2 separate regions of the Mus musculus genome follow, and region 1 is linked to region 2. Evidence: chromatin contacts called from public Hi-C data. All regions are on one chromosome and are shown on one strand. The core of a region is the stretch at or near the end of the contact, and the rest is flanking DNA. Distances in the headings are between cores, read along the strand shown. Region 1 overlaps Cachd1 (cache domain containing 1). Region 2 has its middle 79 kb from the start of BC062258.

Evidence for each region. Hi-C and Micro-C count contacts between places; a contact is called where the count stands out from the background.
Region 1: a contact with region 2 is called in a Hi-C map of muscle stem cells, with 2.5 times the contacts expected there. The contact joins two enhancer-like sites. A contact is called at or near these places in 2 of 15 datasets of contacts at CTCF or cohesin (both in the NIH/3T3 cell line), 16 of 484 Hi-C or Micro-C datasets (adipose-derived mesenchymal stem cells, cardiomyocytes, cerebellum and 12 more) and 2 of 115 datasets of contacts at active chromatin or transcription factors (astrocytes and stem cell-derived neural progenitor cells).

What each region holds. Positions count from the first base shown.
Region 1 is chr4:100,985,877-100,992,528 of GRCm38.p6, forward strand. It overlaps Cachd1 (cache domain containing 1), which reads left to right. Exons shown (of 27, transcript NM_198037.1): 20 at 2,206-2,366; 21 at 2,675-2,761; 22 at 3,503-3,619; 23 at 4,948-5,099. Among named protein-coding and RNA genes, the nearest start is that of Raver2, 80 kb to the right of the region's middle. Within about 2 kb of position 5,320, at least 28 of the 459 cell types and tissues checked have an H3K27ac peak or open chromatin away from gene starts, as enhancers often do. A contact at or near this core is called in cerebellum and muscle stem cells, where this site is marked.
Region 2 is chr4:100,005,513-100,012,016 of GRCm38.p6, forward strand. No RefSeq gene overlaps it. Among named protein-coding and RNA genes, the nearest start is that of BC062258, 79 kb to the left of the region's middle. Within about 2 kb of position 3,114, at least 40 of the 459 cell types and tissues checked have an H3K27ac peak or open chromatin away from gene starts, as enhancers often do. A contact at or near this core is called in cerebellum and muscle stem cells, where this site is marked.

The DNA of each region.
Region 1 (6,652 bases), core at 4,070-6,569, 980 kb after region 2:
CAGACACACAGGAAGAGGGCATTGGATCCATTACAGATGGTTGTGAGCCATCATGTGGTTTCGGGAATTGAACTCAGGACCTTTGGAAAAGCAGTCAGTGCTCTTAACTGCTAAGCCATCTCTCCAGCCCAGTAGATAATTTCTTAATGTCTGAAGTTTTCTCCCTAAACGAAATTGAAGCATTCTTGATAGTGAAGCTATCTTAGTCAGAGTTTCTATTCCTGCACAAACATCATGACCAAGACGCAAGTTGGGGAGGAAAGGGTTTATTCGACTTACACTTCCACACTGCTGTTTATCACCAAGGAAGTCAGGACTGGAACTCAAGCAGGTCAGAAAGCAGGAGCTGATGCAGAGGCCATGGAGGGATGTTCTTTACTGGCTTGCCTCCCCTGGCTTGCTCAGCCTGCTCTCTTATAGAACCCAAGACTACCAGCCCAGAGATGGTCCCACCCACAAGGGGCCTTTCCCCCTTGATCACTAATTGAGAAAATGCCTTACAGCTGGATCTCATGGAGGCATTTCCTCAACTGAAGCTCCTTTCTCTGTGATAACTCCAGCTGTGTCAAGTTGACACAAAACTAGCCAGTACAGAAGCTTTTTGCATAATAAGCCATGTCACTGCATGCCCTAGCAGAGAGTGTCTTCCACACTGGACAAAACTCCTCCAGAATCCTCTCTGTGCCACAACCCTGGAATGTGGACTCCTGGTCACCAACATTTTAAGAGATGAATGACATAGACTCTGGTGTGAGTTGGAATAATTTTCCTAAGGTATCTGATACAAATGCAGAAGGATGGTTATAACATAACATTATCATACAGATTTTGAGTTTTTGTGGCACTCCTAGAAGCTGCCCATCACATTTGCTAGCTATGGAATGAAGAAAAAAGGAGGCTTAGTTCAGTTTCAATGTTGCAGAAGCAGGAAGTCAGTCTTCTCTCAAAGAACCTTTATGTTTTAACTGTGTTTTATTCTAGGAAGCAGAAAGGTTTGTTAACCAAAAGAAAAAAGTGTGCAGCTTGTAGCTAATTAGGTTTGCTTTTGAAACAAATTTACTGCTCTGACAAAAGCAACTAAAAGCCCAAGTGTTCGTTCTGCCATACAGCTCAAGGGTGGCATCTACCATGCTGGAGAAGTCAAGGACATAGGGGACTATTATAACTGACCACACTGCATCCACGATCAAGAAACAGTGAGCATAGTTGCATCAACATCTGCTGCTATTCCATCCCCATTCCCCTTTGACACAGTCCAGGATCCATCTAGGGAATGGTGCTACCCACAGTGGGATCTCTCTACTTCAACTAAGTCAAGCTAATTTCCCCACACACTAAGTGATATTAACACTCCCCTACAATGATGTTATCTTTTTTTCTTATTATAAAACTAGTAGCTGGAGAGATGGCTCAGCCGTTAAGGACACTTCCTACTCTGCCAGAGAACTGGGAAGAGTTCAATCCCTAGCACTCCCATGGCTACTCACAGCCATATGGAACTCTAGTTCCAGGGGATCTCATGCCCTCTTCTGGCCTCTGGAGACACATGCATGGTGCACAGACACAGGCAGGCACTAGAGCCATGCACATAACATTGAAAAAAGAAAAAAGCATAATAAAATTATCTATGAAAATTTATATTTATGGAAGTATAGATGAAAAATAATATATACCAACTATTACATGAAAATTATATGGGACTGGTAGAATTACCTGTAATTTTTTTTTTCTCATCCAAGTGAAGAAAACAAGGTTTTTAACAAACAATGCTCCCTAGGCTACATTTTAAACCAAGAGACGTCTCAGTGGTCATGAGCCCTTGCTGCTCTTTCAGAGGACCTAAATTGGGTTCCCAGCACCCGGGGATCCAACACCCTATTCTAGCCTCCAAAAACACACACATATAAAAGTAAACCTTTTAAAAATACTAAAAAATGTTGAACAGTGGCCATGTGATGCTTTAATAATCACAATCTAAACTATTCTGTCTTTTCTGCAAGAACGCTAAGTTGCCAGGTGGTGGTGGCACATGCCTTTAATCCTAGCAATCGAGAGGCCGAGGCAGGAGGATCTCTGAGTTCAAGGCCAGCCTGTGAGAACAAAACAAGTTCCAGGACACCCAGGGCTACACTGAGAAACTCTGTCTTAAAAAACCAAAGAGGCTGAGGCAAGTCTTTGCACTGCTGTCTTTCATCTTTTCCACAGGGGGATTTGACGAACCTTGTGCACGGCAGCCACTGCTCTAAGTACCGCCTGACAAGGATCCCAGGAACCAACGCGTTTGTCGGCATCGTCAACGAGACCTGCGACTCTCTTGCCTTCTGTGCTTGCAGCATGGTGGACCGTCTCTGTCTCAACTGCCACCGGTGGGCTGGATTCTGTTCTTGGACTGTTTTGACCAATGCCAGGCATTTGGAGCAGAAGGGGTGGGGATGTGTCCTGGGGAAGGGAAGTCCAGGTTTACAGGAGCCTTTAGATCTGTGCCGTTCCCATGACCCAGTCACTGTGGCTGCGGGTTCAGGTCAAATGCTATTTAAATCTTCATCCACGGCCTCACTTTCACCGTCGACTGTAAAACTCGCAAAGGATTTTTTTTTTTAATCTTAATCCCCTGGTGTGTGTGTGATATTCTGCTGACATCTACCTCTGACTAGTAATTCTGTTTGCTTTTCAGAATGGAGCAAAATGAATGTGAATGTCCTTGTGAGTGCCCCCTGGAGGTCAATGAGTGTACTGGCAACCTCACCAATGCAGAGAACAGGTAAAAAAAAAAAAGTGTGTGCGTGTGTGTGTGTGTGTGTGTGTGTGTGTGTGTGTGTGTGTTTATGTGTGTGCATGCATAAATTTATATTTGTATGTATGCATGTACACATGTACAAATGTAGGTATGTGTATAAGCTCCATGTTATTATCATGTTTTCTATAGATTTGTTTTGGGTTAAGAGTGTACAAAAGTGCTTTGTTCTAATGAGGAACCTAGTCAGTAAGCCAGATTTCAAATAATGTCTGCCTTGAGGTTCAAATAAATATGCTGTGACGTATTAATAATGCATGGCTGTATTAAAGCTGAGGAGATGGTTCTGTGGGTAAAGTTCCTGTCGTGCAAACATGCGGACTGAGTACAAGTCTCCACAGCCCTGTAAAAGCCAGGCAGTGACATGTGCCTGTAACCCTAACAATCCAGGAAACAGGCAGGACGATCCCCAAGGGTTTACTGATCAACCAATCTAGCCAGATTATGGTGCTGTAACTTCAGGTAGGGGTGTGTGTGTATGTGTGTGCGCGCGCACGCGCATATGAGCACATATATTATTTCTATTGTACACAAATATAAACAAATTAAGCAATCCAATAGTTAAATGGATTGACCCAAGGTCTCACTGAGTGGCAAAGCAACCTATACCAAATATAAAAACTCAGATTTGTCTGACATTATCAAGGACCTAGGTGTTTGGAATTTGGGTGCCATTGACCCTAACCTCCAAACTTGCTTCCTACATAGAAACCCGAGCTGTGAGGTTCACCAGGAGCCAGTGACATACACGGCTATCGACCCAGGCCTGCAAGATGCCCTGCAGCAGTGTGTCAACAGCAGATGTAACCAGAGGATGGAAAGTGGGTAAGAGACCTTCCTGAAAGCTGGGTGTGGTGGGACATGCCTTTAACCCAGCACTCGGGAGGCAGAGGCAAGAGAATCTCCGTGAAGCCAGCCTGGTCTACAAAGTGAGTTCAGCACAGCCAGGGCTACTATACAGAGAAACCCTGTATCAAGAACTGACACACACACGAGAGAGAGAGAGAGAGAGAGAGAGAGAGAGAGAGAGAGAGAGAGGGAGAGACTATCTTGAGATCAGTGCTTAGCAACCCCACTGAGCCTCTGCAGCCAGTGCTTGGTTCCCTATCCTTCATGCTTTAAGGAGATGTCCTTTGTGGGGCGCTAGTATGGTTCTTACACCATGAGCCTTATGTCTCACAGATGAACTCTTTCATTCCCACTGGTTACAGGTATTTGACTCTTGCTCTAGGCTGAAAAGGGCCTCTGCTGTGTGTATGAGGTCATTTTGTTTCAATAAGCAAAGTGCAAGAGATGTTGCAAGGGATTAGGATCTGGGCTTCCAAACAGGACCCAGCAGCCATCAAGGCTTCTCTGGGAAGTATTGCAGAACTCATTAGTTTTCCCTTCTCCGAAAACAGATCTGCTCCAGGGTAGTTCTGAGAACTACCAGCCCTGTGTCCCCTGCAGCAGGCTGCTCCCCTCTGGGTGTTTTGGACTAGGCATGGGGCAGAGGCTATGGCAGACCTGGAGGAGGGAATTCCCTCCCTCTGCCTGCTGGTTACCATGTGGATCAGGCCAAGCGAGGGCACAGAGGGCATGTCAGCCTCGTCTTTGGTTGAGCTGAGGAAAGGGTCACCCAAGCACTGATTAACATGGGTTGTCACGCTACATTTAGGAGCAGGTAGCATTGCCACCAGTGTAATTTTTTAAGAGCCTCACTATGCACGCGGCTCAGGAGACTGGCTGTTAGGAAAGCTCTTTTAAACAGACTGACTACTCTTTTCCTGAATGTATTTGTCTATTATTTCTTCCTTTTCCAACAAAAACCAACATAATGACCACTCACATGGGGCATGTTAGACCAAAACCAAACAACCCTGGGGCCATTTGCCTTTGATCTTCTGAGATGACTTTGAATAAGACCACACTAATTCCCACGTGGAGGTTGTAAGGTAACTCAGAATACTTGGCCTTCTCTCATTGTCCTGTGGCCGAGAGGCATGCAATAGCCACCCTCAGGTTAAAAACTGCTCTCCCCACTTGACAAGGAAAGGGGCTTGACAGGCAGCCATTCAGAGCTGGAGTAAAGCTGGGGCCCTGAGATCTGACTAAAGGCCAACTTACCCGCCCTCCCGCTCATACTGCTTCCTTAAACATTGTCAACCTGCCAGGGACTGTTTCGGTGTGCTGGACTGCGAATGGTGTGTGGTGGACAGTGATGGAAAGACTCACCTGGACAAATCCTACTGTGCGCCCCAGAAAGAATGCTTCGGGGGGATCGTGGGAGCCAAAAGTCCCTATGTTGATGACATGGGAGCCATCGGTATGTTGACTAGGGATCCATGGTGATTTGACTCTTGAATGCAATTTTCTGCCTGTATCCTGGGACCAACATTAATCATCCTTTGCCCAGCTTCCCTGATTCGTTTGCCCAGTCATCCTTAGTTAAAAAAACCCAAGGCAGATAATTACCTTCAGAGCTGGCTACACACTCTGTGCAGTGAGCAGCCAACCATGCTGCCAAATTTTGCAAGCCTGGAATTCATTCCCATGAAGCTGACTTTAAGAAACTCTGGCCTGGTTTCCACATGGCTGAACTCGAGTCCGCTTGGATGTGCATCCCAGCTGTCAGAGCACAGGGCCTGCCTGGGGTGTGCTAGCTCATCCCCGAGCCTTCCCTTTCCCCTTCCCACCTTACAAGGTTTCAGCTACCCACCACTGTTTAGGGCAATGAGGTCAGCAGATGCCAAGGCTGCTTAGGGTTGCTATAGCAGCTTAGGGTATGGACAAAGACACCATATGAAGAGCCCCCTGGGATCAGGTCACCAGTTCTTGAAGATACTACCAAAGACTCTATTTATCATTGGATTTTTTTTTCCAGTGTCTTCCCAGAATCAGCAGCATGCCCTTGCTCTTAGCTGGCAAATTTGAGTCACCGTATCTAAGCCACTAGTGAATGTAGACGTTTCTCATCTTGGTATACAGTTGTGACCCCATAAACCTATTATGGGTTGAAAAAAAAATGTCAAAATGTTTTTTAATACACTCAGCCTGCTGAATGTTAAATAACTTAACAGAACAGTTCACCACAGAGTGCTGGTTTTTTAACCCTTGTGAGCCCAGGGCTGATTGGGAATTGCCATAACCTGCATCAAGAGAATATCTATCTTCCATATTCCAAGCCCAAGATTCCAAAGCCCAAGCCATTTTTACTGAATGCTTCATTACTTTTTACCATCATGAAGGTGACAAATGAGTCAAATCATCACAAATTAGGGACCATCTGTATCTTGCTTTTTTTTTTAAGGTTTATTTATTTATTTTGTATATAGGAGTACATTGTTGTCATCGTCAGACACACCAGAAAAGGGCATCCAATTCCAAATACAGATGGTTGTGAGCCACCGTGTGCCTGCTGGGAATAAAACTCAGGACCTCTGGAAGAGTAGTCAGGGCTCTTTACAGCTGAGCTGTCTCTACAGCCCTGTATCTTGCTTTTAAATGTCTACACATCTACCCTGACTGAAGGGAGGCTATATTCTCTCCTACGGGGCTGTGGGTTTGAGTTCTTGTGTTACTGCTGAACCAGATAAGGGCACCGTTCACACAAATATACTCCAGAGGGGTATTGTCTGTGCTTGCAGGAGGCCACACCTCTGCAACGTGGCCTGTGAACCATAGACGTGTGTACTTCATATCCCTTAGTTCATGTGTCCTTCCAAGAAGCCCACCTCACCTTTCTCTACTAGGTGCTGTTGCCTCTTGAGGGTAGCCAGGACTGCATCAGCACTAGGCAATGCATGTGCGTAAACGGTTTTCATCTGTTCACTCTTTGCAGCAGCCCTTAGTATCGGTGCTCTTGCTCTGTGTAGCAAC
Region 2 (6,504 bases), core at 1,864-4,363:
TTTCAAAACTGAGTGCTTCTTTGTCAAAGATCAGGTGACCATAGGTGTATGGGTTTAATTCTGGGTCTTCTTGGGAAGACCAGCAGTCTCAACCTGGACCCCTGGGATCTCTCAGACACTAAGCCACCAACCAGGCTGTACACACTAGCTGATCTGAGTCCCCCAACATGAATACAGCAGAGGACTGCCAGGTCTGGCCTCAGTGAGAGTAGATGCACATAACCCTTGAGAGACTTGAAGCACCGGGGAGTGGGGAGGCCTGTCAGGGTGGTGGGGTTGGAGGTGGGGACATCCTCTTGGAGAAAGGGGGAAGGAGGAATGGGATGAGGAACTGTGGGAGAGCAGACCAGGAAGGGAGTAAGGACTGGGCTGTTAAAAAAAAGTAATAAAAACTAAATAATATATCATCATAGCAAATAACAGTATAAAAATTGTGTGCAATAGTTAGAGGCTGCTCTGTCTGCAGTGAGCAATGGAAGCCTTTAGTTCACTGGCCATCTCAATGTACCCCTAGAGACAAACCCATGTTTATAAAGACATTTTCTGCCAAAGTCCAGGCCAGGGCAAACACTTGTAACCTATGACCTTTAATTGGCAAAGGATGTATTCTTTTATTTAGATAATTCAGTGTTTCTGAACATATTCATTCAGTGTTTTATTCCTTATTTCAGTACTGCTGAAGTGCCCTGTTGTGTGTGGATGTCAAGTAATAGGAGGAAAATCCTCAGATACATTTTGGACCTTGTCTCCCTCTCCCACATGACTGTTAACCATTTGAGCATCATGGCCATCTGAGGCTGGAAGACTTTGCCAAGGAGCTAACTGCAGCATCAGCCACACACTTAACTCTCATCTTCTTTCTGTTTCCTCCTTGTCTTTGGTCCATGAAGACATCTCATACTTTCCTGCAAGTTCTATTGTGCTCAAAATGGCTTTACTCTGGTCTTCTGTATGTGTGTGGCGCTGGGGACTAAGCCCAAGGTCCGTGTATACTCAGAAAGTGCAGTTACTGTAGTTTTTTGGGTGTTTCTGTGTAATCCCTAGGTAGGAAGGAGATGGTTGATTTGAACTAGAATCTGAAGTTCTCTCTGCTTCCATGCTCCCTCCATTCCAGTCTTGTAATAGCCAGTACGGTCTTTGTTTGTCTGTGTTGAGACAGAGGGTCACTATGAATTTGTAGTCCTGGGTGGCCTGGAATTCACCGTGTAAGATCATGTTGGCCTAACCTTGACACAATCTGTCTGCCTCTGCCTAGCAAAAGTTGTGTTTAAAGATGTACAAGGTCACACCTGTGTGGTCTTTTTTTTTTTTTTTTTTCAATCTTTGTTTTCTTCTTGTATAATAACCCTTCACAGAACTCTGTCACTGTTGTTTTGTCAGGCGACAAGTATAGCCCATCTTTACCAGTTTCTCTTCTGCGGTCCGCCTGCTTTGTCTTGGTGGAGACTCCTCCCCAAGTCTTATGATCCCAAGACTATCGTCAGCCACAGCACCCACGTTTTCCTGCCTTTACTCTCAATCATACACAAGTCAGAGGGGTGGAGCATGGCTCAGGTTAGACCTCGTCCCTTTTGATGACCCACCACACACATTGGCTCATCAGGTATGTACATGAACCAAAGAGTGCCATACTTTGTCCTTCATTTTTATCCTCCCATTTTGAGATAGCAGGATAAATCTCTTTTCCTTTTGGATCATACTTAGATTGTAAAGATAGAGGCCTGGCAAATATCAGTGACAGTTTTCTTACCAGACCAACAGAATCTGTTAATGAAAGAGAGAATAAGTCTAACTAAGAAACAGAGAGACAGTGTTGGAGAGATGGCTCAGCAGTTAAGATTGCTTGCTGCTCTTGCAGAGGAACTGAGTTCTCTTCCCAGCACAACACAGGGCAGCTCAAAACCACCTGCAACTCCAGAATCAGGGGATGCCAGAGATCAGATACCTTCTGACCTCTGATGGCATCTATTCACACATGCACGTGCATTTACATACTAAACAGAAAAAGAAATACAGAAACAAATGGAGACAATTAATTAGTAGAAAAAGAAAGTCTTAGTGGCACTATCTAAGCTCCTGGATCTAGCCTTGCTTGAAGTTTGAACACCAGAATTTAGAGTTATAGAAATCAGTGCATTATTTTTTGAGCTAAAACTATTTTGTGATGAGTTTTTGTTACATGTTTTTAAAAAAGACTTAATCATGGTAGGGCAAGGCCCTCTGTGAACTCCGTATTATCTTATCTCTTTTCCTGTTTTTTCAATGATCAACCGTACAAATCTTCTCCAGTTCTTGTGCTGAGCCAGGATCCCCGTGTCAGAGCCTTCACACTATCCGATCTTCCACTCACCCTGTGACCGTGTGACTAAGTGTCTGGATATAGGTCATGTTCTTACTGAAGGCTTCCCAAGCTGTCTGACTGTGCAGGGTCTCCCCTCCCCCATGGTGATTCCTACTTGAGCTTTTCCCCATGAGCCCACCACAATCAAGATGAACAAAGCCCTCCACAGTGAGACTGTTTCTTGTTTATAGTCCATCTTCTCCACTCAGCTATGAGCTTCAGGAACTTAGAAGTCATTTATCCAGGAAGCGGTAGGTGAAACGGGGTCTCAAGCTGCCCTAGAACCTACCTTAGGTTGGCCATGATCTCTCCCTGACTGCTAGAATTACACAGATGACGACTCACTGTGCCTGCTGACAACTACTTAACTTAGCTTCACCTCAGCCATGCTGCAATGCGTTTAGCATGTAACAGCGCATCATAGGAAACAGGGGTTCTGTTGATATTTGTCAGTTGAAAACAAAAAGAATGAATATCTGACTTGGACGTTTTTGGTTTCCATGAGATTTGCTAGCCCGTGGATAAACACAGGCAGTGCTGATCACAGTGTCACCACAGAAATCTCCATAAAAAGAAGAGAGCAGCCTCTTGCCTCACTCATCTAGTCCTGGGCTTTCTGCTGATTTCTGTCTGCATACCAGAGTGGCCCTTGCTCCCAGGAGATGGCAGTGTTGTATAGCCTCTGGTTTGCCCAGGCTCTTAAACAAGACTCCAGCCCTGGGAGCTATCCGGTTGGAGCTGGACTTTGCCCTTTGCAGCCCTGGAACACCAGTGAAGGCTCTCAGAACAGAACTGTGTGTGTGTTCAAAAGAGCAGAGCCTTTGTTCCAGAGACAGACGTGTCCAACTCCAACACAAGCAAAGTCCTGATTGATTCATCTGCTTTTCTGTGTGGTTTGAGGACTCCATCTATCTGAGGGTAGCTCAAAAGTGCCCCCACCCCCTACCTCTGGCCCCAGCTTGTCTCAGAAGACAAGGGTCAGATCATGGAGTTGCTACCTCTGGGGGCCGTGGAAGATTCTCCCTACTCGTAATTTCTAATTTCTGCCTGAGATGTGGAAGTTGCTACAGTGAGTATAGACTGAACCAATTACCCTCACATGTGGTCTTGGATCAGTCACCTAAGATGTGACCTTGGGCAAGCTCCTTGTTCCACCCCCACTCCCCAATATTAACACTGCCTGCTTTGCAGATATGTGATTACGTAAGTACTCCCCCCCCTCCCCACACCACTACCACACGCATAAGGATGAGGGTGTGAGGAAAAATCCACAAAGTTTTTGCTAGAAAAATTTTAAAACCAACCTTCTTCCTAGCCACTTCTTTTATCCCCAGTGTGACTGTAAAACCAGATTACCAAGTGCCTGTGGTCATTGGACCACATCCCAGTCAGGTAAGCCATGTCACCAGCCCGGCCCACAAGGCGGCTCCGGCTGTTCCCCAGGGTGGAGACCAGGTGCTTCTGGGATCCTGGTTTCACCCGTCCCAGAGGCCTTGGCTCCTTTTCAGTGCATTTCTGCCTTCTGTGGCAGAGCATCTGGGCTGTCGTGCTGGAAGCATTTTGGCCTCGTCTTGGGCCCTTATCTCAGAGCTGTGTGAACCCCATTCCTGCCATGTCAGAACCCATTAGAGAGCCCTCTGCTGAGGCTTTTGAAGGAATAATCTGCCTATAGAGGGAAGGGGCTGTGCCAAACCAGGCCAGATGGAGTAAGTAATGAAGGCCCCAGATTAATCTTGCTTGTCTCTTCTTTCCCACACGAAGGCTCAACCCTAGCGCTTGGCAGTCTCAAGACAAATTACACTTGTCAGCTTCAAAGAGTAAGTTCCCTTCCAAGCCAGATTGTTTGTGTTCTCTCTCTCTCTCTCTCTCTCTCTCTCTCTCTCTCTCTCTCTCTCTCTCTCTCTCCATCTTCTCTCCTGAAACAAGCACTGGAGTTAAAATATGCCTAGGAAAAGTGATATTTTTCCATGGCTCTAAAAAAGGCTTCTTTTGGGCATTTACACTGTGTTCAACATTGAGGCCTCACATATACTCCACGTCCATTCTCATTAGATCCCTAATATACGATGAGTGCAATAGCCCCATTTTACAGATTAGGAAAGTGAGGTTTAGAGACAATGCCTGGGTCAAGGACATACAGCTAGTGAGTTGAGAACAAAACTCATAGCTAGAGCATGAACACATTCCCGTCTCTGCAGTTAATTTCTCTGAAATCTTGACCTCCAGGGAAGCCAAGAATGTAGCCTCTTCTTTTCTTCATTGTTAAAAATTCTCTTGGAATCATGGGCTAAGGTAAGGATTAGGTTTCCAGAAATACATATGCCAAGGAACATTCTAAAAACAACTCCTTGGTCATTAAGATATTTAGAAAGAATAGAGCCATTGATTCCCTCATAGACGCAAAAGTCATGTGAGCAGCAGAGAGATCCTCAAAGTACAGCCAGGTGTGATGGCTCATGATGTGACCCCAACACCAAGGAGGCTGGGCGGGAAATTTGTGTATGAGTGTGAGTTTAGCCTGGGCAACACCATGAGATACTTTCAGAACAAATGCAATTGCCAGGGGTGCTCAAGCAAAGAAATTCAGTGAACCCCGTCATATTCACTGGTCCCCCCAAGACCTGCAGCCCAGTCACGTTCCTTTAGGCATACCCAGGAGCGTCCACGGAAGGAGCCGTCATAGCCAGTCTGAGAGCCTTGCCTTGCACAGTCCTGTGTTTGGATTGTGCAAACACACAAGCAGTGCTTGGGAGTCCGTAAAATGCAGTCTGTGTGTGTGAGACCCCTATATTCCTAAGTGACTAAGAGAAGCCTGGCTCTCATCTAGAGAATAAATAAACTAAAGTTAGGAGGCCAGGTAGCACATCAGGCAGGCATGCATCTTTCAGATGCCCAGTTTCTGAGCAGCATCAATGTAGGTATTGTGCACCTGGTGGGCTAAATTAGAAGGGCTGGACATGCTTTTCCTTTGCTCAAACAGTTCTGGTCCCACACCTAGGTACAAGCATTGCAGGGACCAGACTGCCATCTTGAAGCTGTATACAAGTCTACCTAAATGGTTCCTGGTCATTCTTCACCAGGAAAGAAGTACTTCTGGGAGCCATTGCTTTCACTTTCAGGTTATCAGTACTGAGCTCTACCCAGCAGCCCCCACACTTTCCAGGCCTTTGCACTGAACCCAGTCCTAGCAGCCACACTCCTTACCACATGCTCACCACACCCCAGCCTCCCTCCCTGGCCCTATTTTCCACTTCACACTAGTGCCTCCCACTGGCTGAGTCCCAGCAGAATCCAGTGGACAGAGGGGCCCAAGGGCTGTCTGTGAAGAAGCCTTAGGATGCAGAGCCAATCAGAAACAGAGAAATTGGGCATCAGAATGTGTAGGCAGATGAGAGCCCAAAAGCCTGGCGCCGTGTGAATTAGGGTATGGACAGTGTTCCTTACAGACGGAACAGGAGATGGAGGTGAAGGGTGGGGGCCTTAGACCTTAGGTTTGGCCCCAAACTGGCCTTCGCATGATTCTAGCATGCCTAGCTAATGTGTTCCAGCAGCACATAGGAGCCTGGTTGTGGGCAGACCCCAGTGCCTTTCACGACTCACTCCACACATACATTTATACCATCTCCCCATTATTTGTTCTTTTCCTGGAAGTCTCTAATGGTTCCAAAGACCTTAGTTTCTTAGAGACTAAAAAGTAAAGGATTTATACAAACCCAAGGGAGAGCTGAGTATAGCTTTAGTTCCTTTCAACCGCTTCAGGATCCTCTCCTTAAGGGGACTTGGCCCTCCTCTTTGGTTTTGGCCCAGGCCCTCTCCTGCTTGCAAAATCTCTCATTACTCATTTCCCTGAAGGCCAGTGCAGGGTGCTGCCAAAAGGAGGATCAAAGTCCAAGGGAAGATCTGCACAACTCTTCTGGGGGGGTGGAATTGTAAGTATTGGTCTCAGGTGGAAACCTAGGCATTCTAATTATCCTAACAGGCGGGATGAATTAATGAGCAGTTACTGAATAGCTACTGTGTGCTGGGACGCTGGCTCACTGGACAGCAACTTGCCCCTCCTTTTATTCCAGGCAATCCTTTCTCAAAGACCACTGAGATGTTGCCTTCCTTCCTGGCTTGAGTCTACAGATACTTATGTGCCGTCTTGGGATGCAACAGTGACT